Regions from separate parts of the Sus scrofa genome. Here region 2 is linked to region 1. The links are chromatin contacts, called in public promoter capture Hi-C maps. All regions are on one chromosome and are shown on one strand. The core of a region is the stretch at or near the end of the contact, and the rest is flanking DNA. Distances in the headings are between cores, read along the strand shown.

What was found. Promoter capture Hi-C pulls out the DNA fragments that hold promoters and counts their contacts.
Region 2: a contact with region 1 is called in a promoter capture Hi-C map of fetal liver, with 2.7 times the contacts expected there. The contact joins the promoter of ATL1 here to the promoter of ARF6 in region 1. A contact is called at or near these places in 1 of 5 promoter capture datasets (fetal liver) and 3 of 47 Hi-C or Micro-C datasets (embryonic fibroblasts, liver and mesenteric adipose tissue).

What each region holds. Positions count from the first base shown.
Region 1 is chr1:179,712,055-179,715,662 of Sscrofa11.1, reverse strand. It overlaps ARF6 (ADP ribosylation factor 6), which reads right to left and starts at 1,626. Exons shown (of 1, transcript NM_001078677.1): 1 at 1,099-1,626. The coding sequence starts at 1,626. The coding sequence ends at 1,099.
Region 2 is chr1:180,297,735-180,301,342 of Sscrofa11.1, reverse strand. ATL1 (atlastin-1) reads right to left here and starts at 1,909. Exons shown (of 15, transcript XM_021101558.1): 1 at 1,676-1,909. It overlaps MAP4K5 (mitogen-activated protein kinase kinase kinase kinase 5), which reads left to right and starts at 1,852. Exons shown (of 33, transcript XM_021101533.1): 1 at 1,852-2,139; 2 at 2,350-2,566. The coding sequence starts at 2,459.

The sequences.
Region 1 (3,608 bases), core at 377-2,876:
TTTTTCTTTCCAACTAGGTAAAAGGTGCATATAACTTGAATTGTTAAATGCTTTATTAATGAACAAAGTAAACATTCTGGTAATTTTAATATGATTGGTCTTAGACATTTGAAACATAGTAAAAGATATATTCCAGTTTTGCCCAAAAGTCACTTAAAATATCTACAAATATTTCTTTTGTATATGGCATACAACATTATTGCTCCATTTTCTGGAAGAGTCTGTTTTTAAAGTTAAAAAAGAGGGAAAACACAGCAAAGTTGCTAACTTTGCAGTGAAAAAAAAAATCTGTGTCCTTGACTGGTTACATTTTCATATTTTTATGCACTGTAAGTTAGCTCTGTAAAGGGGAACTTGAGTTTTATCCTTACTCATGCATGATGTATGTTTCAGAACTTAAAAGCTGACATTTCAAAGAACTTACATTACCTGTTTTAACATACTGATGTGCAACTGGAACATATTACAATGATATTACTCATTATTTGCCCCTGTGGGCTAAGTTTACTATACTGGTCTTAGATATAAAAGGTCACATTTGAATTTACTAAGTTGGAATTCATAAGGGAGGGGGAAAAGGCCTTAAATATAAAAGACAAACGGCAGTTTGATTAAGCAATAATTTTCAGTTTACTAGATGAAACAGACTTGCAACATAGTCTGCATGAATGCAAAATAAGCCATCTACAGCAAGTGATAAGGAAACTGGGCAAAAAGGAAAAAAGCATACATTGGAAAAGAAGATTCTCTCGAAATAAAAAAATCAAACCATTATTATAAAGGAATTTATCAAGAACTGCTGTATTTCCCCCATCCCATTTGCTGGAAGTCAACGAGAGTATCTAAGTACTTTGTGTTCGTGTCAAAAGTCAGCTCAGAGCATCCTAACGCAAAGCCAAAAAAAAAAAAAGAAAGAAAGAAAAAGAAAAGAAACAAAAAAGAAACCCCCTAACCCCCTCCCCCAAACCGTAGAACTGTAACTCCAAAGTTCAAATTCAAAAGAAGAGAAAGTGGCAATTCAAAGAGGTGATGGTGGCGATAATCCTATGAATGGGTTTTTGATTTCTCTCCTTCTGGGGGATGGGTGGAGAATGCTCATTAGGATTTGTAGTTAGAGGTTAACCATGTGAGCCCCTCATAGAGTCCGTCCCCCGAGGTGGCACAGGAGGGCTGCACATACCAGTTCCTGTCCCGAATCCGGGTCAGGCCCAGTTTCTCCTGGATCTCGTGGGGTTTCATGGCATCAGGCAGGTCCTGCTTGTTGGCGAAGATGAGGATTATGGCGTCCCTCATCTCCCGGTCATTGATAATGCGGTGTAGCTCCTGGCGGGCCTCGTCTATGCGGTCGCGGTCGGCGCAGTCCACTACGAAGATCAGACCCTGGGTCCCGGTGTAGTAATGCCGCCAGAGCGGCCGGATCTTGTCCTGGCCGCCCACATCCCATACGTTGAACTTGACGTTTTTGTAAGTCACCGTCTCCACGTTGAAACCCACGGTGGGGATGGTGGTCACCGACTGGCCCAGCTTCAACTTGTACAGGATGGTTGTCTTGCCGGCCGCGTCCAGGCCCAACATGAGGATTCGCATTTCCTTGTTCCCGAAGATCTTAGATAGCACCTTCCCCATCGCTTCGGAGGAACCGGGGCCGGGGGCATTCAGGTGTCCCGGGTCCCCTCCAACAACGCCGCCGCCGCCGCGAAACCGAAACGGAGCTTCCCAGTCGCGAGGGGGCCCGTGCGGCCTGCGTGGGAGTTGCCTCCTCAGGGCAGAGGCCCGGGCCCGTAGCTCACTCGGGCATCACCGACCACACAACTTGATTCCTCCCGTCGCCGCGGCCTGAGTCTGCGTTGGGAGAGCCGCCGCCCTGCTGAGGCGCGGCCCGGCCCGGAACTGCCCTTCCCCCCGCAGGCGCCGTACAAGCGCCGCCGCCGGCTCCTGCTCGGCCGCCTTCACCTCACTCCGCCGCGGGAGACTGCGGCCCTTCGGCCCGGCCTCCGGTCCGCGGAGCACCGCGCTCACCACTGACCCAGGCCACACGAGAGCAGAGCGGCTCCGGCGCCCCGTCGGGTCATTGATCCTCGCGGGAACTCGGTGCGCTGCCTGCAGAAACACAGAGAGGAAAAAGGGAGTTACTGCGGGAGCCCCAGAAGAGAGCGGAGGCCGAAGGAGCCCGCCTTTCCAGCTCAGCCCAGGAGGTTACCTCCAGCCGCCGCCCAGAGCGCGGGCTCCCTCCGGCCTCCACCGCCTCCTCCCAGTTCTACCGCCGCCGCCGCCGGAAAAGGCGCCGAGGAAACCGCCTCACTTCCCCTCCCGACGACGCAGGCGCAGCAGAGGCCGACCGTTCGGGACAAGAGCGACCTCTGTAAGGAGAGCGGCCTGCGCGCCAAGCGTCAGGGGCGCCACGCGCGGAGGGGCGGGGCTACGGCGGCTCGGAGGCTCCCAGGTGGGGCCAGCCCTGCTCCCGCGCAGCCCGGGCTCTGACCCGCGCCCACCTGTAGCTATTCTAGCGTCTTCTCCCCTCTCTGCTTTTCTCTTCCGCGCGCTCTCCTCCTCCGCCCCCATTGGAACCTGAGAAGCAGATCCACTGGGTGGGGCCCGTTGGCCGCCCGCTCTCCAGATGAAAGCCTCCCCCTGCTTTGCTTCCAGGCCTCTTCTCCGTCCTCGGCGCCTGCCAGATGCTCTGCGAGTTCTCTCTTGCCCACCCCAGGCTTCGTGTGCCCTCCATCTCCCTGTGAATCCCTATCTGCTGTTTTAAACCTTTCACCCAACTCCCTTTGGCTTTCTTTTTCCTTCGTTTTGTGCATTTCCTGAGAGACACGTGGGAGGCCAGTGGTTCCCGTGGGATTTGCCGTTCAGTGCGGCGCGTTTACTGGGTTTGGGTTTCCTCTAAAGCCCGTCTTTTGAGTGTTTGAGCCGTCAGGAGCAATCCACGTTTCTTAAAAATTACAGTATTTTCAAGACTTCCCATGCTTTTCCTTTTTAAATATCTTTTACTGTGATTAGTAGTAGTTTCTCATTCTTAATTTTCAGCAGCCTCGTCTATATAATCTTAGCGTTGGATTTAGAATAGGAAAAACTACTTCTGACGCCTGGATTCGGACATTTGACCTTATCGAGTTGATCTCATGCGTAAACTGAGTGTAATTCTGACCCCACTGTCTAGAAGCCCACTTGAGGGCTTTTATTATTATACGTATAATGTTTGTAGAAAGGGAACCCTCTTTGTATCAAATGATTAGTGATAAAGTTCAAATATGAAGAAAGCTTGAAATAAACCAAAAGGAGGAAAAACAGGAAAATAGCGTGTTTGTTTTTTTTTTTTAAAGAATATGATGTGATAGCATAAAGTAACATACTTTTTGTTTCACAGTTTAAAAAAAATTTGATAATGGTAGATTGGTTAAGTGATAACCTTTAAGCTTCAGCCTGAAGTAAATTTACTGAAGTTACTAATATTTTGGCAATGATTTAATTTACTTTCTTCCTTAATATGTACTGTCTTAAAACAAAGGATGTGCAGTCAGAAGACTGGGGTTTCAAATGTCACCCTCCATTTTATAGCTGTGAATCCTTTTCTCTCAGCCTTTGCAAACTTCATTTTCTTTACC
Region 2 (3,608 bases), core at 660-3,159, 590 kb before region 1:
TGCACTCCCGGGTCTTGTTGAAGCCTAGGACCTCAAACTTTTTATGGCCTAACTCATACCAAAATTGTGTTTCGAGAATAACATGCTTAAAGGAAAACATGCTTCAGAAAGACATGTATCCTTGTTTCAAATTGGGAATTCACATTTTCCACTTTATGAAGACTTGTGAAATAAGTTTTTCTAAAGTCTTAGTATCAGGAAAAGATATGCCTCTCTCTCAATCAACTGGTTTACTGTGATCCTCAAAACACTGTAAAATGTTCTGCTTTGGCCAATTTGCTACACTGTTCTGGTATCCTATTTTTCTCTCTTTAACATCATACCTATTTCCTCATTTACTTATTTTTATCTTATGTTGTAGTATGCATTTTCTGTATGTTGCCTCAAATTCTCTGAGGAATAATGGAGATATAAATAAGAATAAGTAAATTTCAGACTAGAAAAAGGATCAATACCTATATGGTCAAAGGAGGAAAAAAAGAGTCTATGACAGTAAACAAGTACTAGGATACCAATAGAACATTTGAAAAGATTTTGAGTCATTGAAGCCAAAAGTATTTGCCCACCAAAACAAGTGCCAAGAAGCTTTGAAAGAAGGAACTGTTCTTCAACAATTTTTTCAATGCAGCAAACACATAGGCTTTGTCCATAGAGCATGTAAGTCTGAGCTTACTTATGTTCCCTAAATAAGTGCTCTTTGTGCATGGAACACAAAAAAATACATATATTCCCTGTACAGCTAAGGTGTGAAGTTAATTTGTACATTACCAAACTGATTACAATGATCAACAATAAGGGATATATTGCCCGAGAATGGAATGAATTGGATGTTCAAAGCTACAGGCCAGCATCTGTGACTTGCTCTTTTGTGATTTTTCAGTCACTAAATGGATTGGTCAAGTGTTAGCTGAATTTTTTTGTTCAAAACCTTCATTGGGCTCTACAAACAAAATCAATCTGGCAACCTTATTTCTACCTTGGAACAAGACTGGAAGTGAAACTACAAAACAGCTTGTGAAATATTCAGCCAAATTACTTCCCTAAACTCCTGTTTCATATTCTGTGCATTGTGAAGTATGTTAAAAAGCCTTTTATATTTGATAACGCCCTTTACAATCTTGTAAAATGCCTTATAAACACTTTCTCAGGTGTCGGATGCAAAACCCTACCCTCTTCAAGCTGCAGATAAGGATGTGGAGATATTGCCAAATAGGATGTCTTTTTTGTCCCAGATCACATACTGAGTAAGTGGTAGAGTCAGAACCAGGTTGTGGTCCCTGATTTTCAGCTGCTGCAGAACTCCCGACCCAATTAAAGGAACAATACCTGCGCTGAGACACTGCGTGTGCCCAACAGGGATAAGAACCACATAGACTTCCTAGGAATTCCGACTTTCGGAAATGTCTTGGGAAAACTTAGTGGAAGACAGGTTGCGCAGGTGTGCAGTGCAGCCTCAAACTGGTACCACTGGGAATGGTTTGCAAAACAGGAAGGTGCAGTTGGGTGTGCCGCGACTTAGTTAATCTGGCACTCCCCCACCTCCCTCCCGGGCGCCCCATTGCCAGATTACTTCTGGCTCAGTGCCCTCAACGAACCATTTTCTCAACTGGGAGGGCTGCGTTCCCATCGCCCTCGTGCCCACCCTACTACTCTACCCGCCACCCTCCAGGTTTACCTGACAAAGCTGGGAGCGGTTTAGCGGAGGCGCGTCAGCCCAAGAATGCCCGGGGGCGTCCGTGACCCCCAGAGTGGGGAGCAGAGCCCGGCTCAGGAAAGGACGCTCCGGGCCAGGGGGGCGCGGCGGCCCGGCCGGGAGAGTGTCGTGTCCCGAGCAGGCCTCAGGGCGGCACTCTGGTCTCGCGGCCGGCGCGCTCGGGCGGGACGCTGGGCGCCGACCCACGCTGGCCGGGAACGTGTCTCCCGGTGACGCAGCCCCGGGTGGGGAACGTGGTGCGGCGGCGGCGGCGACGGTACGCGCCTCCGCCGCCCGCGAGAGGACGTGCGGTGCAGCGAAAGGCAGCGGCGGCAGCACAGCTGGACTTGGAGGGCCGGCGGGCGCCGGGAATCAAGACGCAGGCGCCGGCGGGGAAGTAGGTCCTGGGCGCGGCGCTCAACAAAGAGCGGGGCCGCCCCCCTCAGGTACCGAGCCGGCCCCGGGCCCCGGCGGGCGGGCAGAATCCGGCCCGACAGTTCGCGGGCGGTCAGGGAGGGGGAAGGGCCGCGGCCGGAACACGGCAGCGGCGGGGCGCTGGGGACCCCTTCCAGGCCCGCTGGTAGCGGCTCCCGCTGGGGCGGAAAGGACGGGACTGGGCCGCTCGGGGTTGCAGCCTCTGCTCGTCCCTCGTGCAGGCGGAGCTGCGGGCAGAGGCTCCATGTTGGGAAGCGGCGCCGCTCGTCCTCGTTAGCGGGAATCGGGGCGCCGCGGGCACAGCCGGCGGGGGCCGGGCCCTGAACGAAGATGGAGGCCCCTCTGCGGCCTGCCGCGGACATCCTGAGGCGGAACCCGCAGCAAGACTACGAGCTCGTTCAGAGGGTCGGCAGCGGCACCTACGGGGACGTCTATAAGGTGAGGCAGGCCAGGCTCTTTTCCTGCGGTCCGCTGGCTCCCGGGAATAGGGCCACTTTCTGAGGAAGTGTGAGAAGGAAGGAGGATGCTTTTGTTGTTGCATCTTGGAGATGCCGCGGCCGGGTCCCATTTACTCCATTCGGAGCGCCTTCTAATCCATGCTTGCACTGATCGCTCCAACAAGCAGAACTAACTACACCTTTGCGAACCACCGTTGTACTTTTTTTGTGCGTGTGTGTGGTATAAAGGCTTTTTAATGCTTATTTATGGTATCCAAGAAAGTTCGAATCTGCTTATGGAGTTGCGCTTGAGGATATTCTTGTCTTAACATGGAAAAAATGCTTCCTGGAAGACAGTAGACAAGGAAATATATTGACGTTCTCACATTTTCACAAAAAACTTTTTGATGGATGATGCTGTTTTAAAAAGTCCTTTGAAACCCCAGTCTCTCAATTTTAACTGTAAGTAGTCTAATGCTGGGTCAAAGTGATGTGTGCACAAACATTATCCTATGCAGAACAATGCTTTTCCTGGTAGAAGTTTTGGCATTTGTATCTGATGATGATTTTCTAATTCTTCTTTGGCAATTCCTCTCTCTGGGATTGATAACATCCCATGACCCAGAATAGTTAAGAGCAGCTGTCTTTTTAATTGTGCTCTTTTGCTTTATTTGAGACAAATGATGGGAATGAGTTACTCTTAGTTTGAAAAAAAAAAAAAAAAAAAGTCACAGGCAAGCAAACCCAGTTCCCGAAATCCACCGAGTTCTTGAAGGATCAAGAGGAAAGAGATTGTTTCAGATTGCCTTATGCTTTTTTGTTCTCTGTTCCAAAAAGGGAGCATTAATGTAACTCATATGGGTATGTTAAGGGAACTTGCCTTTGATTTTGCAAAAGCTTTGTTTATTGTATTTGATCATGTCATGTATCCCATTATTCTAAACAACACTCCTGCATATAGCTGAAATAGCCTTGGGTAATTAACCAGAACACTCCTCTGGGGTATGTTGTTTTTGTACAGGTGGTAATATGGAAGGAAAATA